Linked DNA regions of Pan troglodytes: region 1 is linked to region 2. Evidence: chromatin contacts called from public HiChIP or PLAC-seq data. All regions are on one chromosome and are shown on one strand. Each heading gives the region's core, a stretch centred on a gene start, on an enhancer-like site or on the middle of the called end of the contact. The rest is flanking DNA. Distances are from core to core; before and after follow the strand shown.

Evidence for each region. HiChIP or PLAC-seq counts read pairs in DNA pulled down with a chosen protein or histone mark.
Region 1: an H3K4me3 HiChIP or PLAC-seq map of stem cell-derived excitatory neurons shows a contact between it and region 2, with 4 times the contacts expected there. The contact joins the promoter of CD163 here to the promoter of CLSTN3 in region 2. A contact is called at or near these places in 1 of 7 Hi-C or Micro-C datasets (stem cell-derived neural progenitor cells), 1 of 1 datasets of contacts at active chromatin or transcription factors (stem cell-derived excitatory neurons) and 1 of 1 other capture datasets (stem cell-derived neural stem cells).

The regions. Positions count from the first base shown.
Region 1 is chr10:14,790,489-14,797,561 of NHGRI_mPanTro3-v2.0_pri, reverse strand. CD163 (CD163 molecule) reads left to right here and starts at 3,940. Exons shown (of 21, transcript XM_063786270.1): 1 at 3,940-4,044; 2 at 5,257-5,348.
Region 2 is chr10:14,312,685-14,320,087 of NHGRI_mPanTro3-v2.0_pri, reverse strand. CLSTN3 (calsyntenin 3) reads right to left here and starts at 5,492. Exons shown (of 18, transcript XM_016922879.4): 1 at 4,985-5,492; 2 at 2,552-2,674; 3 at 1,930-2,125; 4 at 163-371. The coding sequence starts at 5,048. RBP5 (retinol binding protein 5) reads left to right here and starts at 6,855. Exons shown (of 4, transcript XM_001164007.5): 1 at 6,855-6,960; 2 at 7,245-7,403. The coding sequence starts at 6,888.

The DNA of each region.
Region 1 (7,073 bases), core at 2,691-5,190, 480 kb before region 2:
CCTGACTTTAAATTATATCACAAGTCTATAGTAACTAAAGCAGCATGGTACTGGTACAGAAATAGACAATTAGATCAATGGAACAGAATAAGAGAACCCAGAAATAAAGCCAATACCTACAACCAACAAAGTTGATAAAAACAAATAATGCGGAAAGGACACTCTATTTAATAAATGGTGCTGGAAAATTGGATTGCCATATGCAGAAGAATGAAACTGGATCTCTATCCCTCACCATATTAAAAATTAACTCAAGATGGATTAAAGACCTAAATTAAATACCTAAAACCATAAAAAATCTAGAAGAAAACCTAGGAAAAGTCTTCTGGACATCAACCTAGACAAATATTTTATGAAAAAGGCTCCAAAAACGAATATAACAAAAACAAAAACAGGCACACGAGACTGAATTAAACTAAAGTGCTTCTGCATAGCAAAAGAAATAACCTACAGAATGAGAGAAAATATTTGCAAATTATTCCTCCAATAAAGGATTTATACCCAGAATTGACAAGGAACTCAATAAGTGAAAAACAAACAACCCCATTAAAAACTGGTCAAAGGACACGAACAGATATTCCTCAAAAGAATAAATAGCAGCCAACAAACACATTGGAAAAAAAAATGCTCAACATCACTAATCATCAAAGAAATGCAAATTAAAAACACACTGAGATATGATCTTACACGAGTCAGAATGGCCATTACTAAAAAGTCAAAAAAACAACAGATGTTGGCATGGATGTGGAGAATAGGGAATACATATACGCCATTGGTGGGAATGTAAATTAGTTCAATCTCTATGGAAAATAGCATAGAGATATCTCAAAGAACTAAACATAGAACTACCATTCAACCCAGCAACCCCACTACTGGGTATCTACCCAAAGGAAGGGAAATCATTATATAAAAAAGACACCAGCACATATATGTTTATTGCAGCAGTATTTACAATAGCGAAGTCATGGAACCAACCTAAGTGTCCATTAATGGCTGTTTGGATAAAGATATTGTGGTATATATACACCATGGAATACTATGCAGCTATAGAAAAGAATGAAATCCGGCCGGGCATGGTGGCTCATGCCTGTAATCCCAGCACTTTGGGAGGCTGAGGCGGGTGGATCACCTGAGGTCAGGAGTTTGAGACCAGCCTGGCCAACATGGCGAAACCCCATCTCTACTAAAAATACAAAAATTAGCTGGTTATTACGCGCCTGTAGTCCCAGCTACTCGGGAGGCTGAGGCAGAAGAATCGCTTGAACCCGGGAGGCAGAGGTTGCAGTGAGCTGAGATTGGGCCACTGCACTCCAGCCTGGGTGACAAAGTGAGACTCCGTCTAAAAAAAGAAAAAAAAAAAAAGAATGAAATCATGTCTTTTGCAGCAACATGGATGGAACTGGAGGCCATTATCCTAAGTGAACAAACCCAGAAACAATAAATCAAACATCACATGTTCTTTCTTAAAAGTGGGAGCTTGACAATGGGTACACATGGGCATAAAGACACTGGGGACCCTCAAGTGGGGAGGGTAGAGGTTGAAAAATTGCCGATTGATTACAATGTTCAATCCCCTCATTAACTGTATAACCACGTAACAAACATGCACATGAACCCCTGAGTTTAAAATTAACCCACAAAAGGAGATCTGAACAAGTCAGGGAAGTGAATTAAAGCTTTTCTGAGGGGTGACATTTGAGCTCAGTTTAAATTTACTGAAAGAACAGAAAACAAGGCAAAGAAGAGAAGAGCCTTCCAGGTATGAGGAAGGGCCCTGATACAGGAATGAGCACGGCAATTATAGAGGACAGAATGCCAATGCATCTAGACCTATCTCTGGACAAATATACCTAATATTTGCATAAAATTTCAGAAACATTGACATCCTGAGGTTCATAGGCTCCAGTACTGCTCTTGTGTCATATGGTAGCCGTGAAAGAACAAAATGATATAACCCCTATGGAGGGGAATTTGGCAAAATCTACAAAATCACGTGTTTATCCTTTGACCACCAATCTCACTTCTTGGATCCTATCTCGAAGATATGCTTGCAAAAATATGAGATGGCAGATGCACATGGTTATTTGCACCGTTATTTACAATAGTAAAACTGGAGCTCCATTTGAATATTCATCAAATTCAGGACTAATGAGGCAGAGCAACACAATGGATTATTATGCAGATATACAAGAGAATGCGGAAGCTCTCTAAAGTAGAGTGTGAACTGAAGGACACAGAGTGAAGTGAAGAAAGCAAGGTGCAGAAACTGCACACAGTATGCCATCTTTTGTACTGGGGAAAGGAATACAAAGCAGCAGAGAAAGGTGCATGCATGTATATGTAAATACAGTCATTAAAACTGAAAACTAAATGGCACAAATAAGCCTAATTCCCTATCGAGTTGGCATTGCTGTCTCAACCACATAGAGGAAAGCATTATTACATCTGACTTTGGAACACAGTATCTTCACTGTATTTCTTCAGTATGATATACTCCAAAGACAAAAATACTGCATAGACATCTCAACGTCACTTGAAGTGAAATAACATAAAAATGGGAACAGCCTCCTCCTGATGCTCCGGAAAGATGAATATGAGAAGGGGACCATTATCTCTAACGGGAAAACTTCCGGCCTAAGGGTTGGGCCAAGTCAAGGTTCTGTGTGGGAATTCTGAGCATATCAATGGGAAGTGTGCAAGGCTTGTCATCTCCCTGAGCACTTGTTTCCTGTCCATGAACGACGAGAATAACCCAACTTTCCTGTTTTAAGTAGGGTTCTTTTTCTTCTTCTTCTTCTTCTTTTTTTTTTTTTTGAGAGGAATCTCGCTCTGTCGCCAGGCTGGAGTGCAGTGGCACGATCTCGGTTCATTGCCACCTCCGCCCCCCGGGTTCAAGCGATTCTTCTACTTCAGTCTCCCAAGTAGCTGGGACTATAGGAGCGCGCCACTACGCCCAGCTAATTTTTCTATTTTTAGTAGAGACGGAGTTTCATCATATTGGCCAAGATGGTCTCGATCTCTTGACCTTGTGGTCTGCCCGCCTCGGCCTCCCAAAGTTCTGGGATTACAGGCGTGAGCCACCGTGCCCGGCCTAGTAGTGTTATTTTTCACATACACCAATAGGCATCTTGGCTCAACATACGAAAGCCCCTTTCCACAGAGACAGCTGCCTCCAGCCTGAAGAAGTTGCCACAGGAGGTAGAAGGAGGTCCCTTGCCCATGCCTGGGAGACCCAGCCAGAGTGGACAGGGAGGCGGCCCGGGCCGGGGTGCCAGACTCGGCAAATAAACACAGCACTCCCAGGTAACCCTGAATTTCAGATAACCAACGAATAACTTTGTATGATACTATATTTGTACTCAAAAGTAACTCGTTTATCTGAAATTCAAAGTTGACTGCGCATGCGTTACTGTATTGTATCTGGCAACGCTCCACCTGGAGCCCTTAGGTTGGTTTTCCTACTCGGGTTTGTGGAAGGGGCGCCCCCTGTCTTGCAGGTGCCCGCGGCGCTCTCCACAGAGGAGGAGCGCTCGAGGAGCGCTGGCGGCGGCAGGGGCGGCAGGGGCGGCGGCAGGGGCGGCGGCAGGGGCGGCGGCAGGGGCGGCGGCAGGGGCGGCGGCAGGGGCGGCGGCGGCGGCAGGGGCGGCGGCGGCGGCGGCGGCGGCGGCAGGGGCGGCGGCAGGGGCGGCGGCCCGGCACTGACTGGAGACCCAGGTGAGTCCTAGCAACTCACACGGCCCAACCGTCAAAACCACCTCCGTGGTGGGCGCGCACCCTAGGCACGCACTTAGGCTCAATCCGGGAGTCGCCTCCGGCCACTGACTGGAGACCCAGGCGAGTCCTAAGGAACTGACAAGGCCCAACGGTCAAAACGGCCTCTGTCGTGGGCGCTCACCCAATGCACCCACCTACTCTCTCTCAATCCGGGCGTCGCCTCCCGTTGCCAGGCAACGACGGCGCGCGCAGCAAAGAGGAAGCGGGACTGACAGATGAGGAAACCGAGGTTTGCAGAGACTGAGTGACTTGTTGAAGATCACACAGCTAGTAAGAGGCAGAATCAAGACTGGAACTTGGGGGCTGGGTGCGGTGGCTCACGCCTATAGTCCCAGCTACTCGGGAGGCTGAGGCAGGAGAATCGCTTGAACCTGGGGGGCGGAGGTTGCAGTGAGCAGAGATCGCGCCACTGCACTCCAGCCCGGGCGACAGAGCTAGACTCCATCTAACAACAACAACAACAACACAAAATCGCGCCACTACACTCCAGCCAGGATGGTGAGACCCTGTCTCAAAACAAACAGCGGCAACATAAAAAACCCAAAAACCAAACCATAACAAAAAAAACCTGGAAATTGAACTTGGGCCCCAGGATGGAAACTGACTACCTGAAGAGGTGCTTTGGAAATTGCCTGGCCCAGGCACTTGCACTTGACATGCATGGGGTATATTCTTCCACGTACAATTACATATATGCATTCATATGATTATGTACAGTAGTAGTAGATTATTAAATGTTGAACAGCACTAACACACCATGTACATAATGGAACTGTATTTAATATTTATTTTTGGTAGTGATATGGCACATGAAAATAATTTGTTTTCTCATGTAGAAAATTCAGGGAATGGCTTAAATAGAATTTCAGCTTTGGGGGCTCATAATTGAGTGAGAGGCTTCTTCCTTGATTCCCCTGAGAAGGAAGAAATCTTCATTTTTGGTTTGCAAGACCATGAAAACAATAAGTACAACAAATGAAATACTTTACACTCAAGGAAACATGTTTTAAAAAACAGAGAAGATATAGAAAAGAAGTATAAGTAATATATTCAAAGAGAGACTAAACGATATTTTATTAATTTTAAAAGCCATAGATTATAAAAATAAAAGTTTGCCCTATGAAAATAGAAAGAAAATCCTTAAGATAGTAGGTGAAGAACAGAATGGATAATGCCAGAAAAATTTTGACCCGAGAGACCTAAATAAGTAATTCTCCCAAAATACAGTAAAAGGGGAATAATGACAAAGAATATAAAAGAGATACAGAGGATACATATACAGAAATTTCAATATGCATCCAAGTTATAGAAATATTAAATGGAGTAGAGTACAATCAATAATAATTATAACAACAATAGATGAGAAATTTTCAGGATTTAGCTAAAACATAAATCTTCATCTAAACTTCAGAGTGGAAAAACACATAATACTCAAAGGAAATACAATTATATTGACTTCCAATTTCTCATCACCAACACTAGGAAGAAGACAATTTGAAAGAAAAATCTTTGTCACCTTGGGTAAGCAAAGAGTTCTTGGACATAAGACCGACACCAAAGGACAAACTGATAAGGTAGATATTATGAAAATTAAAAACTTTACTTCTTCAAAAGACCATTAAAAGATTGGAAGGCTAGCCATAGTCTGGAAGAAAATAATTGCACATCATATAGTTAATAAGTTTGTATCTAGAAGACATAAAGAACTCTCATAACTCAATTTTAAAGAGTAAACAATAGGCAAAAAGATTTGAACAGATACTTCCCCAGGGAAGATACTCAGATAGAAAATAGGCACCTGAAATTAACATCACTAGTCATTAGAGAAATGCAAATTAAAACCACAACCAAATACCAATACACAATGATTAGAATAGCTAAAATAAAAAGACTTTACAATACCACATACTGGCAAGGAGGAGGAGTAACTAAAAATTTCTTATTGTTTAAATGCAGAGTGGTACCATGGGGTTGGAGCCTACTAGTCTAATGAGGTTTTAGCTTAATAAAAGTGTTTAATTTTCATTGAATTAATGTGGGATAAAGTTTTACAGTCCTTATTTTTCAGGAATTAAGTATGATATACTTGCTTAAGACTTTGAGAGTTGTTGTTCTGGCTAACCTAAATTCCTGATCCAATGCTAAAAATATTCGTGCAAGGGGGAAAGAAAAGATTGATAATATCCTAAGTGGAGATAGAAAGGCTATTTTGTTTGTATTCTTCACCTGGCATTTTGTTTTTATGTTGTTGGTTGTTGGCAATATTTTAAGTGATGTAGAGTAAATCAGTCATACATAAAAATATAAACTAAGTAAAGCTATGATAGCTACAAATGTTGGTATAATAAACTATTGTTCTTTGACATGAATAATAATTCATTTAGGTAAAAATCTGGTAAGTGATGGTAGACTTCCTAAGGAAAATAAGGTAACTGAAATTGTGGTTGCTTAGGGTGATAATTGATTTCATGTGTATGATGATGATAATGCTGTGGTACATATATTTAATAATAATTGCCTTCTGGGAGAACAGCTTAAATTTCTCATTTGCTTTACATCCTGCTGCTCATTTGAAATTTTCATTGGTTCACAGATATTTTAAGTAGCAAACACAGCTCTGAGGGCAGAAAATGAGTGAGACAGTTATTGCCTTGAATTATACTTCTGATGGTGCAAAGAGTAGCTCTTTCCCCCCGCCATCATACTTACTGTGATCTCTGTGGCTCCTGTAATTTTTTTTTCCTTTCCATAAACCGGAAATACATCATCAGAACAATTTATGGCTAGGCATGCCTGTAATCCCAGCACTCTGGGAGGCTGAGGTGGATGGATCACCTGAGGTCAGGAGTTCGAGACCAGCCTGGCCAACATGGCAAAACACTGTCTCTACTAAAATACAAAAAGATTAGCCAGGTCTGGTGGTGTGCGCCTGTACTCCCAGCCACTTAGGAGGCTGAGGCAGGAGAATCGCTTGAACCTGGGAGGCGGAGGTTGCAGTGAGCCGAGATCATGCCATTGCACTCCAGCCTGGGTGACTGAGGGAGACTCCGTCTCAAAAGAAGAAAAAAAAAAGAAAAATTTATTATTGAAATACTCAGTCAGCACCTCCAGCCCTCCCTACCAAGATGGCTTTGTGACAGGCCAGGTCTCACTAATGCAGGCCTCCATAACAACTGTTTCAGAGTGGTTAACTATTAAAAGCCAGTGCTCTTATACACAGGTTGGAATGTAACAAAAGCCCAGCAAGAGTTTTGCCTAGGCCTTTCCCGAACCTTAAAGCATGACTAAACATGTCTATT
Region 2 (7,403 bases), core at 4,243-6,742:
GACGCTGGGAAAAAGGCATCTGGGAGGAGAAGGCTCCATTTGGGAAGAAGGGTGAGGTGAGGGTCTGAGGGGCAGAAGTGGAGAGTGCAACCCTGGGTTGTCCTGAGGGAGGTGGGTGCTCAAGGGGAACTGGGTGGCCAGGGAAGCCAGGGGTGGACTCACCATCATTGTCAATGAGGAAAGGGGTGTTGGGTGTGAGAATCTCATAGTAGCAGATCTGGCTGTACTGGGGGGAGCAGTCACCGTCAATGGCTTCCACCCGAAGGATGCGATCGTACAGCTTCCCCTCTGTCACAGCCGCACGGTACAGCCGTTCCACAAACACTGGGGCAAACTCGTTCACATCGTTGACCCGCACATGCACAGTGGCCCTGCATATACCAGAGAGAAGGAGGGATGAAGACACGTCAGCCAGCCTCGACATTATACATTGAGATACAGCCTTGATACAGCACACCGAGGTACAGCCTCGATACGGTACATCAAGATACAGCCTTGATACGGCACATGGAGGGACAGGTTCGATACCGTACACTGAGATACAGCCTCAATACTGTACACCAACAAACAGCCTCAATATGGGCACAACGAGATACAGCCTCATACTGTACACCAAGGTACAGCCTCGACACGGTACACCCATATGCCAGAAAGGAGCAAGCAGGAATCCCGACGGACAGCCAGAGCAGAAGGGAGCCTGCCCATCTATCCCTGAGACTGAGGCAGTCAGCACGCTCCTCCCCACCCCACAGGGCACCAAGCTGCATCAAAGTCATGCCAGGGAGAGGACAACACCAGAGGGAGGGCCCAAAGAAAGGAGGACTGATGTAGGGGATGAGGAACAAGCCCCAGGGGTGCTCAGGAGCTGATTTTGATGACTTCTGTGCAAAATGCTATGGGTCAGGGTGCCAAGAGGAGGGGTAAGGCATAAAATCCAGCAGGGCCTTCCTTCACAACAGTCAGATCTGGGGGGATAAGCAAGGAAGATGCAGAGTAAAAGCCAAATTAAAACCAGCCATAAGAAGGGAAATGGCATTTGTACAAAGGTCACAAGTCATCTGACATGTCTGCACAGTACGTGTGGGCAGTGCTGCCTCCCGCACATGTGGCCCCTCCCTAGTCATGCACCGGGGCAAGCAGAGCTGGGTCGAGGCCCTTCATGCTGAGCCCTGCCCCCGGCCAAGACCCAGGCTCCCAGGCCCCAGAGGCAAGGGTCCTATCTTCAAATGGGAAACTGAGTCACAAAGAGCATTTTATCTCTAGTGCCTCTTAGTGGCTCAGGAATCCTGACTGAAGATCTTTCTCTTATTCTCAAATAAGAAGTTAGCTGGCAACAAGCGTAGGTGTCCCAGACCCGAGCCTCTTTCTTGCTACAACCATCGCCTGCCCACCCTCACCTAGAGCTATATGTGTATGATAGGGATCGTGTGTGTGGTATACACTGCAAATAGACTGGAGGGGGCAGTTGAAAGGGATCTGGATGCATGCTGAGTGTGTTCATCCTCTTCCTTCTTGCTCTCCTCCTCATCATTATGCCCATGTACTGAGCCCTTCAACGTGTATCAGGCACTGTGGTGCATGCTTTCAACACAAACCATCTCCTTGAATCTTCACAGCAGCCTTCTGAAGTAGGTGTCATCACAATCTCCATTCTACAGATAAGGAAAAGCAAGTCCAGAAAGGCTAGGCTGCCCAAGGTCATGAGAGGCAAAGCCAAGATTAGATCCACTGAACTCTACTATACGTTTCTGTCACCTTGCCTGAAAGTCCCTAAATCCTAGGAACAGCAGGGGATGGGGTTCCCTAAGTCCTAGGAACAGCAGCGGGTGGGGGTGGATATTCGATGACCGCACGGACAGAGGACGGTGGGCTTGGGAGCAGGGAGGAGGACCCTGCAACACATGGGGCAGGAGACAAGGACTTCCTCACTTGTGGGACTTCTTGGTGTTGGCCCCGTCGGGGCCCTCGCCACAGTCATAGGCCTGGATGGTGAAGGTGTGTTCCTTCTGGGCCTCGCAGTCCACAGGCTCCTTGGCCCGGATCAGCCCCTCTCCTGTCGCCTTGTCAAGGATCACAGCCTCAAAGGGCACCCCAGACCCATGGAGCCGGAAGCCGCAGATCTCACCTGGCAAAGGGGAGAAGGGGAGGAGTGAGGCTGCTGTGTCTCCTTCCCCACCCTCAGCCTCCCCACCTGGGGTCCAGCTCCACCTCTCCTCCCAAAGCCCTGTCCCTTCTCCTGTAGGCATAAAAGCATTCATGATCAAACACACAACTCTAAGCCCAGCTTCCCTGAGCAGCAACCTCCCAGAGCCTCCAGACCTGAGATCTGACAAAATCATGATGTGTTTAACCCTTGCCTGGCCATGTCCTTTTCTGGCATCCTTGACTCAATCTCCATTCTTCAGTGGAGACCATTCCCCTCCTTGAGCCCACTTTTATCTTCCCTTACTTTCTCATCACTCCCAGGACCTTCCCTCCCTCCCTTGCTCTTGGCCCTCCCACCCACTTTTCTCTGTCCTACCCTGCCTTGCCATCCCCCAATCCCAATTACCTGCATAGCGCAGCGGGGCATCCTTGTCCAAGGCAAAGAGTGGTGGATTCAGTAGGACCGTGTTGTCATTCTCCATGACGATGCCCTGGTACTCTGCCTCAATCCATGGCTTGTGCTTGTTGGCTGGCCCCACCCCAGGGAGAGGAGAGGAAGCACCTGTCAGCAGGGCCTCTACTCCCACAACAACCCTTGTTGACCCAGACAACTCACACCCCAGCACCATCACCTTTTCCACCCCCTATAGGAGCACCTTACAGGAGGCGGGTGGTTGAGGACAAGAAATCAGCTACTAAAGGAGTCAGAGGGTCTGCGGGAGGTCATAGCCTTCTCCTATAGCAGGGTAGACAGTTCCCATGGAAACAACCTGCCCTGGGGGTGAAGAGGAGGGGATCACTATCTCCGTGGGAACCATGGTCAGGAAGTGGAGAATGTTCTTTAGCGATTTCACGTGCTAGAGAATGGAGACAGGGAACTTCAGGGAGCAGTGGTGGGCTGTGAGAAGGCCCTGGGAAAGGGAAGGGATAGATTAAGGGCAGAATTGAAACTAGAAAAAGATCTAGAAGCTTCCTGAGCTCCTGATTGCTTATCCTCCTCCCAACTCATTTCAGTCCTGATCCCTTCACTCTGCACTTCTCCCAGCCAAGCCCCAACTTGAGGCCACTCTCCCAGAACACAGGATGGGGAGAAAGGAGAGAAGTGAAGATATATAGGACAGAGGGAGGGGGCAGAGAGGGGCAGGAATGGAGCAGAGGAATCAATGCTGAGCAACTGGACCCAGCACAGCCGTCATCCTAAGGGATTATCGGGCTGGCCTAGAAACATGACAAATCCCGTCCCTGCTTCCCACCCCCACACCCAAGAGAACACATTCGAAACCGACACATTTCTATGTCCTCCACAAGACCATCAAACCACATTCCCTGAAACCCACTTTTTATACAGAACTCAATCCCAGTTCTTATCTACCCCATCCCTCTTCCCTTCAACCACCAGCCAATTCAGAATGGATGTGGGACTCATCAGACTCCAAATCTCCCCATCTTCTACCAGATTCAGCCTGGTGAGGGGCTGTGGGGAAGCATATTTCCTCCCCTTCCACATCACCCCCCACCCCAGCCTCCACGCTTGCTCTAATCCCATCATCATGCCAACACCCAGGCTCCCAAAGCACAATCATGAGGCAGAGGGAAACTGAGTCCCCAAAAGGAACCTCATCCCCAGTATCTCACGGTGAGCAAGAAACCCTGATTTCCATTCTCTCCTCCAACCACACACCAGCAAGCCTTTGGCATGGGAAGGCTTTCTTACTGATGACCACCATAACCCCTTCCTGAATGCTGAGGAGAAAGCCACAAGATGGTGCACAGGAGGCGGTACAGGAAGTGGCAGGAGGCTAGGAGGCGAGGCTGAGGTCAGAGATGCAGGCGAGGAAGAGAGAGCCATGGAAGGGCAGGGCTGGGCGCCCTCTGCACAGCTCCCCCTCCCACCCTGCTTGTCTTCCCAGGTCTCTGAGCCTCTGTTTCCTCTCCTCCTGGCCCCCTGCGGTCTCTGCGTTTGCTCCCTTTCACTCCTAGGCTCCCGGGCTCCTCCCTGACTCACTCTTTTCCTGATTTTCCTCATCCCTTCCTCTTTTTTCTGCCTCCACCTTTACCCTTTTCCATCCCCTCCTTACCCCCTCCCACGCCTCATCTCTGGTCTTCTCCTTCTCAGCTTTCCCTCTCATATTCATTTAGCGCCCCCCACACACCCACTTCTGCCCTTTCCTGCCAGTCTCCATCCTTTTCCACCTACCTGAGCCCTCTGCCCGCAAGCCCTCCCTCCCGTCCTCCCTCTCCGTCTGTCCGACAGCCCCGCCCAGCTGAATGTATCCGCTGTCTGCCAGAGAGGGCAGCTCTGGTAACCCACAGCCCAGCTGATGCAGGCAAAAGGGTCTGAATGCAGAGGCACACGCAAAAACATACGTGCTCCGAATTGCTGAACTGCAGCAAATACTTTCTCCCCAGGATGGGATGGAGGCGAAGCAGATGGATCTGCCACACACCCTTAGCATGCGCCAGTGAAAGGGAGAGCCGCGGGGAGAGGCCTATCACCCGCTCGGGGGCAGTCCTTCCCAGACCCGAGGTAGCCACCAGCGTGTAGAAATTAGGGGAAGGGGAGAATAGAGACACCAGGACGGGAATGGAGACCAAATGGGAGCAAGATGACCAGCAAGAGAAACGCATGGGTAGAGATGGACCAGAAAGGAAGATGTAGCTGGGGGAAGAGAAAGAGAGGAGACGGAGCAGGTCTGAGAACGGATGGGAAGGCGGGTGATCAGAAGAGGGCCAGACACCTGTCAGGTGCCAGGGAGCCTCGACACCTCCTTCCCACCCCTACCCCGCACGGCGCTGCCCGACGCCCCTCTTTCGGTACCCCCACCCCCACCTCACTCACCTTTGTTACAGGAGCAGGACGCGAGCAGAGAGGCCAGCAGAAGGGGCAGCAGCAGGAGGGTCATGGTGCGGCGTGGGGCAGGGCAGGGCCAGGCGTTTGCCTCCCCTGGGAGCCTCCAGCCTGCGGATTCCACCTTGCGGGAGGGATACAGGGGGTCTCCAAGGAGCGGGGTTCAGCAGGGCAGGGACGGAAAGAAGCCTGCCGCCCACACTAGTCCATAAAGCGGGCCTGGGCAGATCCCAATCTGGGTAGCTGAGGCGGTGGACTTGCAGCGGCTTCCCGTTTCCCCCAGCCCAGCGTCCTCACTCTCTCACTCCCACCCCAACCCCGCTACTGCAGGATGACGTCAGCACAGCCGGGCAACGATTGATGGGGCCGCCGGCCAATCAGGTGACTGGGGGGGGGGGACCAGGTGCTGCAGCGGGGGAGGGAGCCAATGAGACTGGGGCGTCGGGGCTGGAGAGCTTCAGGGCTCCTTCCCCTGGCTGCAATTTGGGGGAGCCGAGGAACTGCGGGGGCTGGGGAGGAAGCTGGAGAGCCACGGAGGGGGTGGGAAAGAAGAGGGACGTGGGGAGAAAGAAGCCAGAAGCCAGGGGGTGGGGAAGAGAGACGTCAGCGGGACCTGAGGGCGGCCAGGAGGGGTGGCACCGCGTCACCCCGCCCCCCAACTCTGCATAACCTGTTTCCACAGCCCCTTCCATCCACAGATCCGTGCTGCGTGCCCTCTGGGAAGGGTGAAGTAAAACCCTCAGTCTGAGCCTGAGAAATCCTGGCATTTGTAGCCCAGGGCTGCGAGGAAGCCACAGGGCGGTCCGCAGGGCGGTATCGAGGCTCTGGGACCCAAGGAGGGGCAGGACGTCGTGCACCCCTCGCGCACGCACCTGTCGGGACCGGCCGCCTCCTCCTGCCTACCTGCCCTGCCTCCTTCGCCCCGAATTTCACCTTAAACCATGATGAACCAAGCCCAGTGGATTCTGAAGCCCGGGACGATGGCAGGTTCGAGAGAGAATTGGGCAGCTGGGGGCGGGGCACAATATTATTTAGGCGCCTCCACCCCACCTTCACAGAAATACATCTGGAAAGCATGGGCTGTCCTAGGGCTGGGGACTGGGGGTTACGGTCTCATCGATGACTCAGAGGGAGAGAAAACCCCCTGGGTCCCAAGCCAAAAAGAATAAAATTCTCTAGAATAGCCAACAAACTCCTCTCAGGCTGTCTGTTCCGGACTTTGAACTCAGCACCCCTCGGGCTCCACCTCCCTCCTAATGGCTCTTTAGGACCAAGAGTCTGGAATGCCACTTTGGGGTCCCAGTTGAGCACACTACCTGAGGGAGCTCTGAGAGCCAGGCCTACAGGGTGCTCTTCATGGTGGCAGCTGGCCATCCTCACCCCCTCCCCTCACATCTTCCAACATCACTCAGTCCCAGGCTCTCAGGATATTGTTGGAACTCATCTCCACCTCACACAGCCAGACCAGCCTCAGGTGTCTCCCAGGAAAGACTGCCCCTCAGGCCCTGGGACGGTTCCCAAGCCTGCCAGAAATGAGGTGGAGGCCAACACTGACCTTTGGATGGCTGAGTTTTGGATGACTGACAGCCCCAGATCCTGCTCCAGGTTCCTTCCTCAGGAAAAGCCAAGGTCAGGCGCAACTTTGCCAAATCCCTGCCCCTCCTTCAGGCTGGAGACACCACCCCCAAACTCACCATGCGGGGAGGGAGGAAGTCTGGTAGAGACTCTTATTGCAACAGGGCCCCAGCCTTATAAAAAGCCCTGGTAACCCGGCCATTACACATCCTGTCTCTGTGTGTGGAGCAGGCTGGAATCTCTCAGCCTCACCTGCCAGACAACACCCCCTCCTTCCTCACCCTGTCTCCTGCATTCTCCTGAAACCTTCATCCACACAATGCCTCCCAACCTCACTGGCTACTACCGCTTTGTCTCGCAGAAGAACATGGAGGACTACCTGCAAGCCCTAAGTAATGGCCTCGCCCTCCCAGACCCCTGTCACTCCCTTTCTCCCCTCTTCCTTCCTGCTTCTTGGTCCCATGGAGAAGAGGGAATGCCCGGGGTCGGACACTGTGGAAAGGCTCAGGCGGCTGGCACCAGACCTGGGATCCATTTCTAACCAGGGATTGGTAGGAGGGGGTGAATCCACAGTCCCAGACCCAAAGAAGGGAAACTCACAGCCCTGAGGGGCTGCTGCAGGCAGAGGAGCTCCTGGCTGGCTAGCAGCACCCCTACTAACAGGCAGCCCCCACAGACATCAGCTTGGCTGTGCGGAAGATCGCGCTGCTGCTGAAGCCGGACAAGGAGATCGAACACCAGGGCAACCACATGACGGTGAGGACGCTGAGCACCTTCCGAAACTACACTGTGCAGTTCGATGTGGGAGTGGAGTTTGAGGAGGACCTCAGGAGTG